Regions from separate parts of the Zea mays genome. Here region 2 is linked to region 1. A link is a contact called in public Hi-C data. All regions are on one chromosome and are shown on one strand. The core of a region is the stretch at or near the end of the contact, and the rest is flanking DNA. Distances in the headings are between cores, read along the strand shown. Region 1 holds the start of LOC100384108. Region 2 holds the start of LOC100383156.

What was found. Hi-C and Micro-C count contacts between places; a contact is called where the count stands out from the background.
Region 2: a contact with region 1 is called in a Hi-C map of endosperm, with 1.8 times the contacts expected there. The contact joins the promoter of LOC100383156 here to the promoter of LOC100384108 in region 1. A contact is called at or near these places in 6 of 25 Hi-C or Micro-C datasets (ear, endosperm, leaf and 2 more).

Annotation. Positions count from the first base shown.
Region 1 is chr9:161,399,040-161,402,224 of Zm-B73-REFERENCE-NAM-5.0, reverse strand. It overlaps LOC100384108, which reads right to left and starts at 1,645. Exons shown (of 12, transcript NM_001362244.1): 1 at 1,129-1,645; 2 at 285-344; 3 at 1-18. The coding sequence starts at 1,238.
Region 2 is chr9:161,596,844-161,600,028 of Zm-B73-REFERENCE-NAM-5.0, reverse strand. LOC100383156 reads right to left here and starts at 1,458. Exons shown (of 14, transcript NM_001175821.1): 1 at 1,094-1,458; 2 at 923-996; 3 at 755-788; 4 at 611-669; 5 at 261-375; 6 at 145-182. The coding sequence starts at 1,312. It overlaps LOC100192056 (putative oxysterol binding domain family protein), which reads right to left. Exons shown (of 9, transcript NM_001137479.1): 7 at 2,986-3,183; 8 at 2,803-2,916; 9 at 2,449-2,726. The coding sequence ends at 2,583.

The DNA.
Region 1 (3,185 bases), core at 396-2,895:
AAGTCAGGTGGCCCAAGCCTACAGAAGAGACATGTAAAAGGAGCAACAAGGATCCAACGAAACCATATCGTGGGACAAATCAACAGTTCTTAGTTATAAATAGAAGAACAATATATGAAATCGTCGTTTTATAAGCAGATATCATGTCAAAGCTGATAGGGGTGGCCAAAAAAAGGAAGAGAATCATAACCAGTCTGAGATTAAAAAAAAAACATGCAAATAGGAGAAGAGTCGTTAGCTCTCTCATTGATGTGAAGTGGCTTTGGTCGATAAGTTAGACATACTTGTTATTAAGTGGATCTTTGTCACACTTTAGCTTGTATGGAACTAGCTGCTGCTGCCGCCTGAAAGACAGGGGTGTTAGGGAGAAAAAGATATCAGAATCACCACTGTGGGAAGAAAAATGCACAAGCAAAATATAAACAAGAAATAGAGTACTGGAAGTGAGGTCGATACTACTTCCTACTGCACCACAGCACCTCATTCCAAACAAGCGAGTGAATGTGGCACAATTATATCTAACTTCAAGTGATACATATCTTCTAGTTATTATATGGTAGACATGGGAAGTTTACAAAACATGTGAACAGAAATAACAGACTAACAGTGATGAGCATGCCATTCAGACTTTTGAAATAATGTATCCACAGGGAATGCATTCGCATAGGTGGTTGCATCATGTGATTATGATATGAAATAAGCGGAAATGTTCAACACGGAAGTTATTCAGAGGACGAAGCAAGTAGAGAACAATGCGCGCATTCCAAGCTATATATGTTCATTCATAGAATGGACTTTCCACTTGTTAAAAATAAAACGGTCTGTGACAGGCTACTTTATTGAGGGCAGAGATGGATAGCAGTTTCTATTTCGAGGATGAAACACAAATCCTGCTGACAAAATAGCCTTGAAGATGTCTGCACGCACGAACAAGGACACCTGGCATTACAGTTGCGAAAGAGGTGACTGCCTAATCCGAACTCCGAAGGGGTTACTGCGTCGTGCCACAGTGCCTACTCAGCAACTACACTAATCAAATAAGTTACCAATGGCAGCCGTCGTTTAAAACGCCTGACCATGCAGATCAAATTGGACAGGGAAACAAGGGAGCGGGGGTTGGAGTGTCACCTGGAGCTGACAGGGTACCCAGAGGAGGAGGACGAGAAGGGCGAGGCTTCCAACCTCGCGCCGTCCCTGCCACCGCTGAACCCAGCGCTGTTGCTGGAGTACCTATGCATGGCCCCCCAGCAAGTCACCTGAGCGGCGCCCCCGGCATGAGCGCAACCTCCTTTATTGTCCTCAGCGGCCGACCGGACGGAAGAGCGAGAGCAAGAGGAGGCCCCGTCGCGGCCCGATCCCGAATCCGAGAGTACGGTTTTAGGAAATCGAGCGGAGAAATGGCGCGCGAGCCGCCCTCAGGGGAGCGGAGCACACGGGGTGGGAAGAGCTGGTAGCCTAGGGTTTGGTGGCGGAGCGGGGTCGGAGATGGGTGAAGGCGAGCGGCGGGGCGGAGGAATGACGAGTGGATGGATGGATCGGTGGTGCTGGGTTGCTGCTGCCTTCGTGGGTGGTGGTGGTGGTGGTGGTGGGTTGGCAAGCAGGCAAGGGAAATGGTGTTCCTCTTTGCTTTGCTCTGCTGTACTGCTGTTGTCTGTTTGGTGCGGGGGTTGCGCTTGCGCTCGGGGGAAGAAAGCAAACCATAGCCCCCGCACTGACCGTTGACTCTCCCTCCCTCCGTGGCCGTGATCGTCAGGACAAGAGTAGCTGAATTTGTGGGCGTGGTGGGCGCGCACGAGAGTGTGCCCGAGGAGGAGAAGCAACACAATGGGTATGTTTGGTTGTCTGCATCTGCGCGCGCTTGTATTACAGGATGTGGGTAGCTGTTGTTTGGTTGCTGTGAGGCAGGCTATGCGCGTGCGAGCTCTGTGTTTGGTTGTCTGCATGTAGATTTGGATCCAGGCTCACACGATCCTTAAAGCACCCTGAGCCAGGCTCACCAGATACGAGCAGATTGGTCGCATCTCCAGAGCCAGGCTCCAGTGATCCTAGCTCACACAACCAGGTTGGCGAGAAAAACCAACCAAACAGACCTATAAGGTATTATTGTCCCTTTTGGTTTACATATAGATTTTAGTTGTCATAATTAGTTTATGGATGTGATGGACGTGCGAACGAGATCACGAGACATGAGAGTGTGCCGGAGAGGGACAACACACAAGGTATTATTGCTCCAATTATTTTAACTTCTGTAATAACTAAAAATTTCACTTTTCAGCATGCTTTTTTAAAATTGCTTCTATAAGAAAAATACCTCAAATTAACGTGAACTAGAAAACGACGTGCGGCGTTGTCACGCTGCTGCACAATATTTATGTGTAGAAAAAAGATGAATGTTGGACATAAGAGTGTCCTTAAAGGGATAGAGACATCAATACATCCTACCTTAGTAACTCAATTGCAAAATACTAACGGAAATATTTGCTGGAGATTACTACTTATGTTTTGTTGGTTTATAACATAAGATTGACACCATATAGCTACATACTTATATACATCAAAAGATGCACCATTATTGGTGTTCAAGTAAACAAAAGTTATAGAAATATTGTACTAGTCAAAAGGACTTCTAAAGTCTACTACTTTAATTTGACTTTTTGGGTTATATCATGCAGCATTTTTTGCTTTTAGTTTGAGGGTAGATCCTTCTAATTTTCTGTAGAAGATCATCATTGTCATCAATTGTTTCTTGTTGAGAAAAAGTTTTGTGAGACAAAATAACCAGATGAGATCATGAGCAGAGCCAAGTTTAAACTTATCAAAGAAATAGAGTAGAGTGAGCAAAGTAAAAGTGTTGGCAGAAATTGTATTGGTATAATTTTTCTATTTTGAAGGAACACGGTAAAAAACATCTATTATTGTTTGGTTTAAACCGGATAAAGAAAATGTGTTGGTCAGGATAAGACATCCATTATGTACTAGGGATGAATAGGAAAATAAAGGAAACGTATTAGAGCGCAAGTCTCTTTCCTCTTGATAGCATTACATCGAAGAACACATGGTGCGCATCCACGTGTTGTCCATCTCGAGCTCAAAGTCGAAATCTGGTTCGACATTGCCACCGGCTGATCTCGTGTTTCCCTAACAGCTAGATTGTTGCCGATAAACGAGCAACCTTGCTAGGTTAT
Region 2 (3,185 bases), core at 209-2,708, 200 kb before region 1:
CAGAACTAGGTAGTGGCATTTTTTTACTCCCTCCGTTTCTTTTTATTTGTCGCTGGATAGTGTAATTTTGCACTATCCAGCGACAAATAAAAAGAAACGGAGGGAGTATTAAACAACCAAAAAAAAAAAGAAGACACAACTTACTCTGTTGATGTCCGCAGCAGCTCATACACCATGTCAGTCTGCAGTTGCACAAGGGTAAGGAAACGAGGCACATGAGACATGAGCTATAGACTGGAAAAGATAAATAATAAACCCACCTGCAAAACATTAGGCAAATTGAGCCTCTGAGCAAGTTGTGTAGCGATTGTTGATTTTCCAGTACAGGCAGTTCCACACACCAAAATTACTAGTGGAACCCGTTGATGATGGAACCTGCACGAGGTAGGGGATGAGCACATCAGAAACATGTAATTTGAATGCCGCTGGTGTAAGAGAGAAGAGTTTCTTTCTATGCGAATGTAGGATAAGCACAAACATCGTGGTTTTTTCCTGGAATACGCAGGAGAGCTGTGCATCTTTGTATTAATAGAAGAATAAGAAAGGGGGGAGAGAAGCAGACTACTATAGAGAAGCAGAAGATGTATTTTTGGCCACTGCAGCAGAGTACCTTGTCATCATTTTATAGCGATTTATATACTCCTCTCCGTATCCCCGTTTTTCCATAAGCTGTGGAAGGAGGGAAGTTATAAGTTTGTGTAATCGGCTGAGGAAGTAGCATGCAGCAGGGAAGGGAAGCAGGAAGGTACCTAACCTTGAACAGATTAGCCTCTAGATCACTCTGGGATCTGTAAAATAAGGAAGTGCAGGAGTTAGAGAAAAAAAAAGGTACTAGCATACAATATAACATGTTGAAAGCTAATAGGATAGTTAGATGGTGGGGGAGGGGAATGGGAGAGAGGAAGAAGATGCATATACATACACATCAAGCAGGCTGTTGTCGACAAGCAGCTTCTTGAGCTCAAGGGCAATCTTGATGGCGACATGATTAGGAATCTGTGTGTTTTGTTTAAAAAATAAGAGCAAATACAAGGGGAAGGGAGGGTTAATTGATTGATGGATGGATAAAGGAAAGAGGAAATTAGTAGTGTACCTTGGTGACTGTGAGCATCCTGCTGAGGAGGAACCTGGAGAGGACGTAGTAGTGGTCGGCGTTCTCCCCGAGCCAGACCTTGACCTTGACGAAATCGTACTTGGAGGAGGCGTTGCGGGAAGGGATCGTCTGCGTTGCGGACGAGGCGGCGGCATCACCGAGGTCGGGGGGCGGCAGTGGGTCGGGATCGGCGGGTGCTGGGTCCTGCTGTTGCTGCATCGGGTCTGGGTCTGGCGGGGCTGGGGCTGGGGCTGGGGCTGGGATCGGGATGGTGATGATAGATGGATTTGGAGAATGGCGCGGAGACGAGACTAGGAAGATGAATCATCAATCGACTCGAGCTCGAGAGACGCACCAAGTCGCAGAGGATGGAGGGATGCGCCTCCTCCTCCTCGTCCTCCCGGACGGAGGAACAAGACAGCTGGCTGGGCCAGGCACAGACCGCCTCCCTCGTGTCACGTCAGTTGCCACCGCCGCACTCGCTCACTACACGTGTTTTGCTTTTACACCGTCCATTCGTCCAATAAAATACAAGAGAACACATAACTTTTATAAATTTAGACGGCTAATTTATAAAATAAACTAGTTTTCACTTTTTTAAAGCTTTGAGTGACTCGTTTTCAACTGACCCACCATTATAAGCTTAGATAGTCAAAATACATCAAGACTTGATCAAAATTATAAATACGTATAGCATAGAATAAGTATAATAAAAAAAAACCAATAATACTTAATTAATGTTATAAATATTGTTATTTAGTTTTAGTCTAAATTAATATGTTTTAAATCTTAATAAAATTAAAATAACTTGTAATTTAGGATGTAAGAAGCATATTTCGTTTCCTGATTTATTTGAACGAACAAAATATTTATCTCCTATCTATTTTTTACCGTAATAAAACCAACTATTTGAAACTTAACACTCGAAATTTAGAGCTGACGGTATATGTATATGTATGTCGGTGTAATTATGAATGCACAGCAAAATATGTGATGGAAATTGGTAGAACATACAAACCAAATTGATACAGTCCATGCGCGTTACCAACGAGTCCGGCAAGACGCGGGTGGCGGACCACGGCAGCCCGACAAAGTGTACAGCCCAATTGTCCAGTTCGACTATCTAGCTACTTGTTGTATTAGACACATATATACTACTACATGAAGATACACATACATACATACATACACGCTCCAATAATGTCAACAATTCCAATCAATTATGCGTATATAATAGCGGTAACAATTTTTTTGTATTTCAATTAAGAAGAAAAAAAATTGATCTAGTTTTAAGTGAAACGACCGAGCCTAAAACGACGCACAAACAACTCAGACAACAGCAATCCGCGAGATATATGTGTTCACTGTTCAGTCACACTGCACATACATATTAATATTATCATGGGAGACCAGAGATTATTATTATCATTATCATTATTATTATTATATATATATATATATAAAAGGTCCGAGCAGCCTCACTGTTGAGTCACACGAATTCACCAAATATATCATGACATCCGTCCCATTTCCGCTGCTGTCGTGCCTCCCAGTAACCTCCCACATAGCGGAATGTGTCATCATCCCTTCGGAACCATCTTGGTTTCCAACCATTGTCCTGCATCTTCCGTGACTGCAGTGAAGAAAATCCAATTACATAAGCTTTTCTATTCTATTTGTCGCCAAATATTCGAGATGCATGGGCATACCATCCGTTGCCTCCTCTCCAGTCGCAGCTTCTCAGCATTGGCCTTACTATACTCCCCGTTCTCTACATGTCGCTGATCTGGTCTGAGTCTTGAATCCGTTGGTGGAAGGCTCTCCTAACCAGCAGCAATTCAGAAGTGGCGCTAACAACAAAGGAGGCATCATAACGACCTATATCTACCTACCTTGAGTTCTGGAGTCAACTCGTTCAGAGTTATTGCGAACGATGAGAGGTTATAGCGAGTGGGATTAGTCGAAGCTTCATTTTTCTCCCACAACAGAATCACATTCTGCCCTGATGCGCTGCAGTACATCCTCTCATCCCACTTTCCCATTAGGCTTGCCACCGTCGAACCATCACCGTCCTTAACCAATCCTTCAACCT